Regions from separate parts of the Mus musculus genome. Here region 2 is linked to region 1. Evidence: chromatin contacts called from public ChIA-PET data. All regions are on one chromosome and are shown on one strand. Each heading gives the region's core, a stretch centred on a gene start, on an enhancer-like site or on the middle of the called end of the contact. The rest is flanking DNA. Distances are from core to core; before and after follow the strand shown. Region 1 overlaps Ambra1 (autophagy/beclin 1 regulator 1). Region 2 has its middle 32 kb from the start of Gm31473.

Region 1 (5,364 bases), core at 1,453-3,952:
GGAGTACAGGTATACTCTTCCACATCCCATCTTCCTGGCCTGGAGGCTTTTACTTCATTTTGGCCCCATAAGCCTTTTTTTTACCTCCAGGAAGGCAATATTGGCCATGTTGAAACCATATAGCCTAAAAATGTCATCATCTAGGAAATGAACTGTTATTTGTATCTTTTGTTAAATTAAAACTGAAAGAAGGACTGTTAATAAACTAACACTGAAAAATATCTTCTGGTACAGTAGCCAGCAGCTCCTAGATAAGGAAAAAGAGTAAGTTTCCTATATTTCATGATTGTGTAGAGGGTAGGTTCTCTCTTGGTCATTTGAGGAAAGAGCAGAGAAATCTAGAGACAGCAGAGTAATAAATGTAGCTCTTCAAAAGAAACAAGTAGAGGTGTTTTCTCCGTGATATTCAGAAGTCAAGGGCTAGATGATATTGATGAATTCTGGCGTAAAACTGCCTTGTCCCAGGCATGTCAGCATGGGCCAGATCTGCAGGGGAAAATACCATATAGCTTTTCTTGCTATTGTACAAGGATCTTCTGTTCTCCTGAGAAGGATTGGTTCTGCCTCATCAAAAGGGTGGGCTGTGTATGAAATGCACCTAGGAAGGAGGAGGAGGAAATGACATGTTCGTGTAAATGAAATACAACTGCAAATTAAAGTGTCACCCTGTTTTAAAAAAATCAAATTTTTATTTAATTGGTTACCAAGGAAAAAAAAATGTCATACTGAAGTGTATATCTCAGGGAAAATTAAGCTGAAACATTACAAGTGAATCTGGAATCAAAGGAAGGTCTTGGAGAGGAGCATTTTAAAAAATTGCCTTAATAAAAATAATCTCATGTTACAAAGGCAGACTCATAAATATCTGCTGTGTTATATGCCTGCATTTCAAAAGAGATTAACAGTGTTAGCTCATTTGTTCTTTACTGCCTCTCTCCAGTCACCATGTGTTGACTGCCTCTTCTCTGGAGGAAGTCCTCTTTTGAGATGTCTTATTAGGAAAAAGGTCACTAAAAAAGGAGGACCTGCTTCTCCTAACACACCCAGAACTGCAAGGCCTGAACTGAAATTCACCTGGTCTGTGTTCATGGTAGCTTCCCCTTGTTGTCAAATTTCTTTACTAACATTTGCATGAAAACTCATCTGTGTCCCCAGATAATGTATATATTCTTAGACAGCATATATTCAGGACCTGACACATTAATAATGGGAAGGACATGTGAATGATGTTCCATTTCCACATAGAACTGTTTCTTGTGAAAGGTTGTGTCTAGTTTCTCTTTGCAGTGACTTGCCATGTGGATCTCTCAATCTTTCGTGAGTTTTAGTTGTGATTCTTCTTTTTCTCCTCTACTAACTCATGTGTTCCATTATATTCTGCAGTAGAAGCATACAGAAAAAGAATGCACTGTATGTAGTCTAATGTGGTCTTGTTGTCTTCTCTGTCATCAGGGGCAGTAATTGGAGATGGACAGTCTGCTGTGGCCAGTAACATTGCCAATACTACCTACAGGCTCCAGTGGTGGGACTTCACTAAGTTTGACCTTCCAGAAATCAGTAATGGTGAGTAGTGATGGGCAAGATGGGTTTCTGGTGAGACAGAACTTTGAAAAATACAAAGCAGCAAAGTAGCACTGGATTGTCTGTCTCTCATTAAGTTGTTGATGGTCATGCACTATTTCTGTATGCTTAGCCTCAGCTACCAGTAACACATTTCAGAAAACAGTTTAGGGGAAACGCCAGATCTCCCCCGAGGAATTTGTGGAGAGATTCATAGAGACTAAAAGACTAAAAGAGGTAGCTGACATTGAGAAAAGGCCATAGTGAGTGGAGACTTGTTGGCAAATCCAAGCCTCAACTAAGCAGATGAGTGATGTGATTAATATCTGTTTACAAATGTGTGTGACTGATAGATATGTTTCCTTTGAAAGACATCCATGGTCCCATTGTTCAGCATTGCAGATGTTTCCCCTGCCTAAGGAAGGGCTTTTGTGCATTCCTAAGAGGTGAGAATCAGCCCCAACCTGTCTGCAGCTGCTGATGGCCTCACTGTCACTGTTACATTTCTGCTGGAAGGTTCTTTCTCACAGCAAGCTACCATGAGTCTTTCTTTTGAGGTCACTTCATCCCATTCATCCTATTTCTGCTGCTGCAACGCCATGTAATTGGTTTACTTCTTTTACACAGTCCTTCAGTAATCGGAAAGTTCCTCTACATCTCACCTTTCAGATCAAAGCTCTGCAGATTTTTTTTTCTAATGTGGTTTCCTATCTGTTCTTTCCCCCTTTAACTTTGTGGGTGAAACAGAACAGATCAGAAAATTAATGATGTGTGCTAAAACGCAATACAGTGATGTTTGCTACAGATCCCAGCAGCGTTTTCTGAAGTTAATATTGCATTTACGGTAACTTAAAGTTCCTTGATAACTGTTAGTAAGCCAGCATTCAGCCCGTTTGTATTATCTTCCTGTCGTTGCAGTGCTAGTTCTTCCTTGCAGCACCTTTATTTGTCCTTCTCTTTCAGTCTTAGGGATCATCTGCTAATTTGATTAACATTCTTCTCAGTCTTCCTTTAGATTTCTAGCAAAAATGGCAAATAAATCAGGAAATTGCATTAAGCCTTGTTAAGGTATGTTTTTGGGTTCCTATCATGGTTTTGGAACATGAATTATTTTTACTTTCGGTTTCACATCTGAAGCTCTTCCCTGTTAAAGACAGCTTCTCAGGGTCTGGGGAAACGGCTCAGCAGTTAGGAGCACTTGCTAATTTTCCAGAGGACTCTAGAGTTCAGTTTCCAGCACCATGGGAAACTCACAAGTGCCTGTTAACTACTGTTCCATAGGATCCATTGCCCTTTTCTGGCCTCTGAGAGTACCCAAACATACATTCACAGAAAATGTACACATGCCAGGTGTATTGGCACATGACTTTCAGTCCCAGCATCTAGGAGGCAGAGGCAGGCAAATCTCTGAGTTCAAGGCCAGCCTGATTTACAGAGCAAGTTCCAGGACAGTTAGGGCTATACAGAGAAACCCCGACGCCCCACCCCACCCCCACCTACCCCCCCAAAAAGAAAGAAAACATACATGAATACACATATACATAAATGAAAAGTAAAACAAGTCTTTTAAATAAATCAATAATAAAGGACAGTAGCTTTGTATAGTATAGGCTAGCCTTGAACTAGTTGTCCTCCTGCCTCAGCCTCAAGTGTTAGGGCCGCAGACAAGCACACTTATGTTTTCAGTATCATGTAAAGCATTGTAAGAGTTTGGAGATACAGCTAAAAATATCTTGATTACTGAAAGATAATCATTTTATGATGTACCAGTCTTTAATATTCTTATCAGACAAGATAAATGAGAATAATTTTTAATGCTTTGTTCTTAGTGAATCCTAAGTAGCAACTACTCATTTTATTCTAAGTGCCTATAAGCCATAAATCAAGTCAAGTAATCTGTTCTTTTGATTTTTTGTTTTATTTATTATTGTGTGTAGGTATGCACATGCCACGGCACATGTGTTGAGGTCAGAGGATAGCTTTCAAGAATAAATTACCTTCTTCCACTATGAATTCTGGGGGTTGTACTCAAGTTACCATGCTTGTGAGGTAAAATGTTTTTACCCACTGAGCCATTTTGCTGACTGGTACACTAATCTGTTCTCCAATTCTTCTAAAAATCCATGGTAGAAGAGTCTGCCTTTTCCTTATTGAAAACTCAAGTTCATCTGTAGATTTGTGACTCATATCTTATTGGCCATAGTTCATCTTCAGTTATTTTTATTTTTTTACTTTATCATTGTTTAAATTAGATAATATAGTTACAACTCAAAACTTACTTAAAGGATATACAATAAGGGGCTGGAGAGATAGCTCAGCAGTTCAGAGCACTGACTGCTCTTCCAGAGGACCTGAGTTCAATTCCCAGCAACCACATGGTGGCTCACAACCATCTGTAATGGGATCTGATGCCCTCTTCTACTGTATGTCTGAAGACAGCTGCAATGTACTCATATAAATAAAAAAATAAATTTTTTTTTAAAAAAAGGATATACAATAAGAACTTTCTTAACCCTACACCCTGCTGCCTGTGACTCCTTGTAGTAGGTAACCACTATCAGTTTCAGTTCTTATCTCTTGAAAGATGAATGTGTATGTGTGTATATGCACATTGAGAGCATTGCTTTCCATCTTTTGTGTGATCTAAATGTAAATGTGTTATACAACACTCTTCTCACTTTTTTTTCTGTACAGTGTATCTCATGATCTTCCATATTTTTGTAAAGAGTATGTGTGTGAGTGTGTGTGTGAGTGTGTGTGTCTTATATGTATGCATCTATGTGTGCTCATGCAGAGGCCTGAGCAAGATGTCTGTAGACTTCCTCTATTGCTTCTCATCCTACTGCCTTGAGAGAGTCAGAAGGCACGCAGGATCTGCCTGTCGTTCGTTCCTCGGTACTGTGATTGCAGAATGCCTTTCTTCCTTTCTCCCTTTCCTCCTTTCTACCTTTCTGTGACCAGTTTATTGCTTTGGTGCTGGGAGATTTAAACTCAAGTTCTCATGCTTTCAGGACAAGCTTGTGTTTTACCCACTGAGCTGTCTCTAGTTCTTCATGTCTTGTTTAGAGATAGGGTCTTACTCCGAATCCCAGGTTAGCCGGGAGCTTGCAGCAGTCCTCTTGTCTCTGCTTCCTGGAGTGCTGAGATTATAGGCATGAGCTATCACTCTGGTGGCAGCTGCAGCTGCTGCTGCTATTGCTGCTGGTGCAGGCAGCCCCCACAGCTGCCACTCCTCCTCCTTCCCTGCCTGCACCCCTTTCTCCTCTTTTGAAAAAATAGCTACCTAGTAATTCATTATAACCAGTGTCCTCTTGAAGGACTTTGGAGTTCATAATCTTGCTATATAAACTGCTACCGATTGTCTTACACATGCATGTCAGTAGGATAGCTGCTTTGAAATACAACTTCAGGGAAGGAAAGGTGCATGTATTATTTTGGTAGATATTGCCTTATCTCCCTCTCTACACAGCTTGTTCCAACTAATAATCTCATCTATAGGCATTGTTTGTTCCTTTTTGTTTTCAAACAAATCCTCACTGTAGCCCAAGACTGGTTTTGAATTCAGAAACCTCTTGCCTCTGAATGCTTAGGATTACAAGTGTGAGCCACCGCTTGCCTTGCTCCACCCCCATACTCTTTCTGAGTGCTTGATTTTATAAACACTTGCTGAAGGAATGTCTTTCCAAACTTCAATATTTATGGATTTAATAGGGTAAAGATCACTACATGAGCATTTATGTTTCTATCTATTCCTTATGTTCCCCACATCCTTAATGGTGCTGCCTTGTCTTGGCTGGCCAAGTG
Region 2 (5,364 bases), core at 954-3,453, 180 kb after region 1:
TTTCCCCTTCCCTTCCATGCGTTTCAGATTTTCCTAGATCCACCTTTATGTCTTCAGAGCCCAGACATAGGAAGTGACTGAGCCTCACTGGATATTCTTCCAAGCCTGAGCAAAAAGCCTCCAGCTCATGCTCTCAGGCCACCTTTATATTTTATTTTTCTGTTTTAGAGATTTGAGTTCGGGGTGGGGGGGGGGAGCTCAGAAAGCTGGCCAAGTCCCCGATTCCATGGTAGGGTTCTAAGCACCGGTAGATTTGGGATTATAACCAATATCTTCCAATCAGTTGTGTCTGCTTGTGCATTCTGGGTATTGGGAATGTAACTGTTAATTAAGGGAGTTCCTAGATTAAATCCAGGTGTCATTATTTACTAGTTTTTTGACTTTACATCAAACAGGAATCATGATCCCCACGGTACAGGCCATACTGTATCAAGGTCTAAAAAGGGCCTGGTGCGACCAATAGGCGGCGGCTGTTATGAAAATAGACCCTCTCGTCTGTGGGCTCTCTCTTTAGTCATCATCTGCCATTTTGGAAAAGGAAAGAATATTTGTAATCTACTTCAAGTGGAGGGTCTACCTCCATTTTAAATCACCCTCGGGCTCACTAGAAGGGAAGACCTGACCAGACCGAGCTGAATTTGCAAACACCTAGGCCTTTTAACCGAGTGGAATCTCTGCCGTTGCCCCCTTATACAAAACAAGATCGAAGCGGCTGGGACTTGGGAAGCCTTGAACGAATGTCAATCGGTCTAAAGAAGCCGGTCTAAATGCGGCGTGGGCTCAGTCACCTGGAGAAGGAAAGCCACTGCAGGCGGCTGTAGGCAGAGGGGACGGAAACTCCATGCGCGAGCGGCAGCGCCCTCTGCTGGTTATATGGTGCAAATCCGGAGCCTAGACCCGCCGCTGGTCAAATGGGACTCGGGATTCCTTCCGCTGCCTCCGCCCCCGCTCCGTCCCTTCTCGGGATCGCCGAGCCTAGTCTGGGTCTGGATTCCAGGAGAGGCGTCCCCATCCTACGCTTGAAGGCAGAGCAAGGACGCTGCTCCAAAACACCCGGTTCATCAGCTGAGCGGAAGCTGCAGGAATCTACCCAAATCCACCAGCGGCTGCTTTTGCCTCCCAGAAGCCGGGGCTATCCGAGGTGGTTTGGAAATGGCATCGCCTATGGCCAAGATCGAGGGTTCTGCGGACAGAGAGGAGCCCTGGGTTCGCTTTCTGCCTCATCCAGCTAGGTGACCTTGGGCAAGGTACTTAAATTTCCATGTGCCTTGTTTTCCTCATCTTTAAGATGGAGAGAATGCTCCCGACCTTGACGGATTGGCTCGAGGATTACACTAGAACAGGCAGCCTAGGTTGGGATTCTGGCATTGACATCAGCTAGTTGTGTGCCCTGGGGCAGGTTACTTAACCTCTCTGCCCTAGTTTCCTGAAAAATAGGGAGCATAACGGTACTTACCTCCGAGGGTTGTTGCCTGCAAAGCGCTTAACACTGCGATGGAAGAGTAAGCGCTTAATAAACTGTGGCTATTATGACTGTTGTCATTATTGTCCTTAAGAGCACTGAGCACAGGAGCAGAGGTCTATCGGGCTGGTTATTATTATTATGTTTCTCGAGTATGGTTATTTCTTTCCCGGAATTGTTAAAATTATTATTATTATTATTCACAAACTCGAGTCCTTATCAGTAGCTGAAGGACAAACAGTCTTCCCGAATTAGAATCCCGGGAGGAGGGCCAAGGACGCGGCGGCGGGCTGCAAGGACCGGGACCTGCGGGGAGGAAACCCGCGCCCGGGTTAGCGCGCGTCAGAGCCTCGGTGACGTCTCTAGGCCCTCGGGCTAGGGAGGCGCGGCCTGCGCACGCCAGGCGTCTGCAGTGGCCCGGGACGGCCGGGTGGTACTCCAGCTACGTGGATGCCCGGCTGGGAAAAGCCTCCCTGGGTCAGACCCTGCGCCTGCCGCTGCGGGGTGCACCCGAGGCTCCGACCGCAGCCTGGCCGGGAGGACGGAGGTGCCAACCCCTGCTCCGGTGTCCGGGCTCCGCCCAGCCTGGCGCACCGCTACCCGCGCGGAGGCTGCTCTGCATCAACATAATGCTCCCCATCCCTGCATCCTCCCGGAACCCATTCCTCATCATCCCTCAGGGCCTCAGCTCAGATTCTCCTCCCTTGGTGCTCGCTCTGACAGACTCCTCCTCTGTCTCTGGCGCCTCCCACTCGCCCGCAGCGCCCGGAGCACGCCCCGCAAGTCCACTTGGTTTGCTACGCACGCATCTCCAACTCGCTGCATCTTGTCCCCGTTACTCTCCGTCGCAGTGAAGGTGACACCACCCACCCGATCACTCGCGATGCGTCCTGGATGCTTCTACCTGCAGTGGTTACTACAGTCTACGCTACTCCCTCTGTGACCTTGTGAATTACCCTCACTCCGTTGGGTATTAACATCTTCCTCTCCAAGGTCTCCCGAGTACATCCTCCTGTATTTCGAGCCCCGTACACCCCTATTGCCCAAGCCTCGCAGCTTCTGTGGAGAAGCCTGGCGCTCCAGGCCCTCCCCATCTTCCTGAGCAAGCAGGTCTGCCATTTTCTAACACCTCATAAACTAATCCCAGTTTAGACCCTGCCTGAGTAGCACTATTTAAGTTGTTCAGTGTTTACTCCCTCTCCGATTACCTTTCCTTATTCTGCTGAACTCCAGAGGGAGTCTCTTCTTCAAGGGTGTCCCATCCCCCGTTCTACTATCTGGCGGTGTGAAATGTTTCTGGACTACAGGACCTTTCTAGGTGGCCAAAGGTCTGTGCCCCGCCCCCTTCTGCTCCCTTCTTCCCATAGCTGGGTTCCTTCTACCTAGAACACCTTTTTTCTTTCCCTCATCCCTCCTCCACCCTAAGGACCCCCAGCCTTCCCGATGTACCCAACCCAACCCAACCTCGACTCAATCAAATATTCCTTTGAAAGGTTAAAGGCCAATTTAAGAAATCTGAACCTTACAAAAACTGCATTTAAAAAAATTGCATTTAAAAATCTGAAGCTTACAAAAACTGCTTGTCTGTATCACATGCTCTCTTTCCTTACTTAAGGTTTCCTCTACTCAATCCAGAGTTTCTTAAAAGGGCACGGATCCTTTGGATCTGGGTGGAATTCTTTGAACCAATTTCTATCCCTTCCCAGAGGAATCACGTTGGGAAGCACGTTGGGGCTTCTTCATTCCCAGCACACGCTTTTATGTTTTTACTCCATATCTTGGTGCCTATAGACACTTAATGGAATCATCTAAAATTACTTTAAACGTTGAAGAGACGCTATTAGACTGAATATATAATCGTGTAACTTGATTTTTTTTAAAAACTAGGCAGCATGAACCCACATTAATGTACGTATTTCTTGATCATACTTTTTCAGTGCTGACGGGGGACCCGTTATGAATTCAGCACATTTTATTTTTCCCGTCTTCTAGAAGATATTTAGCTCATTTTCACTTTGTTTTTCTGTTAGAAACAATGCTATAATAGCTTTTTTAAAAATCTCATTCCCGAGTTTGAAAGCAGAGTTTGGGTAGATACTTGGGTGCAGAATTGCGGGACTCAGGACGCAGAACCTGGCAGCGTTGTTGGGCATGGCTGAATGGGTTTTAAGTGGTTGTACTAATTCACAGTTCCATTCGTTATGTGAGAGTTCCCCGTGTTCTACATCCCCAGCACTTGCTAATGTCAAACTTTAAAATTGTTGCCAAACCCATGAGTGTGAAATGGCATTTCAATGTTTTAATTTGCAGTTCCCTGCTTACAAGTGAGAGAGATAGGAACATACTCTCTTTGTTTATTGGCCATTTGCCTCTCCTCCTTTTTAAATTGGCCATTGGTTTATTTGACAGTGCATCTTTTGGTCATGTCCTATGTGTGGGAGTTCTTTATATATTCTGGATACTAATCCTTTGTCAGTCTGTGGCCCATCTGGTGTCTTTTATTCCACTCAATTGCAATTCTAAATTGATACGATTATTTGGTGAATGTCTGATTTTCCTCTTAAGCAATAAGTCCATGAGAAGACGACTGTCCCTTGTAATAAGTGCAATATTTAATACGTACCAGGAAGTTAATAAATACTACTGACTGAAATGTGTTGATAATTGACATTATTATTTTTAATTATTGAGTTTTCTCTCCTTCAAGCTTTTTTTTCTCAACTTCTCGAGAGTAGGAATCTGGTGATATTTTATTTCTTCACGTCTCCAGTGCGGATTGCACCACAATGCTTTGATCATAGAGCATGTGCCCAATGATTGTTAAGTTCCTTTGTGGGTTTTCTTTTTATTCCCCCCTCTCATTCTTTTCAGGTCACCCTCTATCTCTGAGCTCAATTTAGCTCTGCAAATGGAATAGATAATAAAGAATCTGCTGCTGCACATTTGAGAGAATTGTCTGAACTGCGCATAAATGGAGCACTTAACACTCAGCACTCACTTAACATTCAGCACTCAGCCATCAATAAGTGGTGACTTTCCGTGGCCCCACAACAATCATTTTGGTCACTAAAGATATATATACTATCATTAATCTTAACAGAAAGTTCTTTCAAATACAGAATAAAAGTGATCCTTCTAAAGATGTGGTGACCGAGTTTTTTTTTTCTTTTCTCTTTTTCTTTTTCTTTCCTTTTATTGGCATTTGACCCACAATGCAAGGCTTGGTCCCGACGCAAACTCTGAAAAACATCAAATATCATTCTTTTTCCTTTCTTTTCTAAATTCCAGATATATCAAAGTGTGTGAACGGTACATAGAATTCAGTCCTTTAAGAGGAGACATAAAAACCAATCCTATATCTTTGGCCAGAAGTCAGAGAGCAGAAAGGAGGTCTGTCAGCGACGCTAGAGCCAGTTTGAGGCGGCTACAGCCCAGACAAAAGCAGAATTCTTACATGTTTCTGTATCTGCATTGATTGCATGACCTTTGATCTATTTATAAAATGAAGGCAACAAGCCTTGCTTTTTATGGAGCAAGGATTTTATGGTTGAAATTTGCTAATTATTCCCTGAAAAGTCTGGAGATCCCTCCCAGGGAAAGGCTGTTTGCATTTCTTTCAACAGAGCTTCCCAAAGGTAAATGGCCTTGCAGTACCATCTGACCCAGTAACAGTAAAGTCTGTCTGTGCCACAGGCTCGCAGCTGTGCAGTTTTGCCAGAACTGGAGGCCCAGGAGAATGTATCTAGTTCCCTACTACACCTACAGACCAGGGAACTCAGGCTACATCCCCCCTCCCTGCTCCCCCTCATCACCTCATCACCCCCAGCCCACCCCTGCCCCTGCCCCTGCCCCTGCCCCTGCCCCTGCCCCTGCCCGCAGCCTGGAGTTTCTCAGCAGCTGTG

Evidence for each region. ChIA-PET counts read pairs in DNA pulled down with a chosen protein or histone mark.
Region 2: a contact with region 1 is called in an RNA polymerase II ChIA-PET map of memory CD8 T cells, with 11 read pairs. The contact joins two enhancer-like sites. A contact is called at or near these places in 1 of 484 Hi-C or Micro-C datasets (CD8 T cells) and 2 of 115 datasets of contacts at active chromatin or transcription factors (bone marrow-derived macrophages and memory CD8 T cells).

What each region holds. Positions count from the first base shown.
Region 1 is chr2:91,874,264-91,879,627 of GRCm38.p6, forward strand. Ambra1 (autophagy/beclin 1 regulator 1) reads left to right here. Exons shown (of 18, transcript NM_172669.3): 12 at 1,453-1,563. Among named protein-coding and RNA genes, the nearest start is that of Chrm4, 45 kb to the right of the region's middle. Within about 2 kb of position 2,703, at least 55 of the 459 cell types and tissues checked have an H3K27ac peak or open chromatin away from gene starts, as enhancers often do. A contact at or near this core is called in CD8 T cells, bone marrow-derived macrophages and memory CD8 T cells, where this site is marked.
Region 2 is chr2:92,057,763-92,063,126 of GRCm38.p6, forward strand. No RefSeq gene overlaps it. Among named protein-coding and RNA genes, the nearest start is that of Gm31473, 32 kb to the left of the region's middle. Within about 2 kb of position 2,204, at least 233 of the 459 cell types and tissues checked have an H3K27ac peak or open chromatin away from gene starts, as enhancers often do. A contact at or near this core is called in CD8 T cells, bone marrow-derived macrophages and memory CD8 T cells, where this site is marked.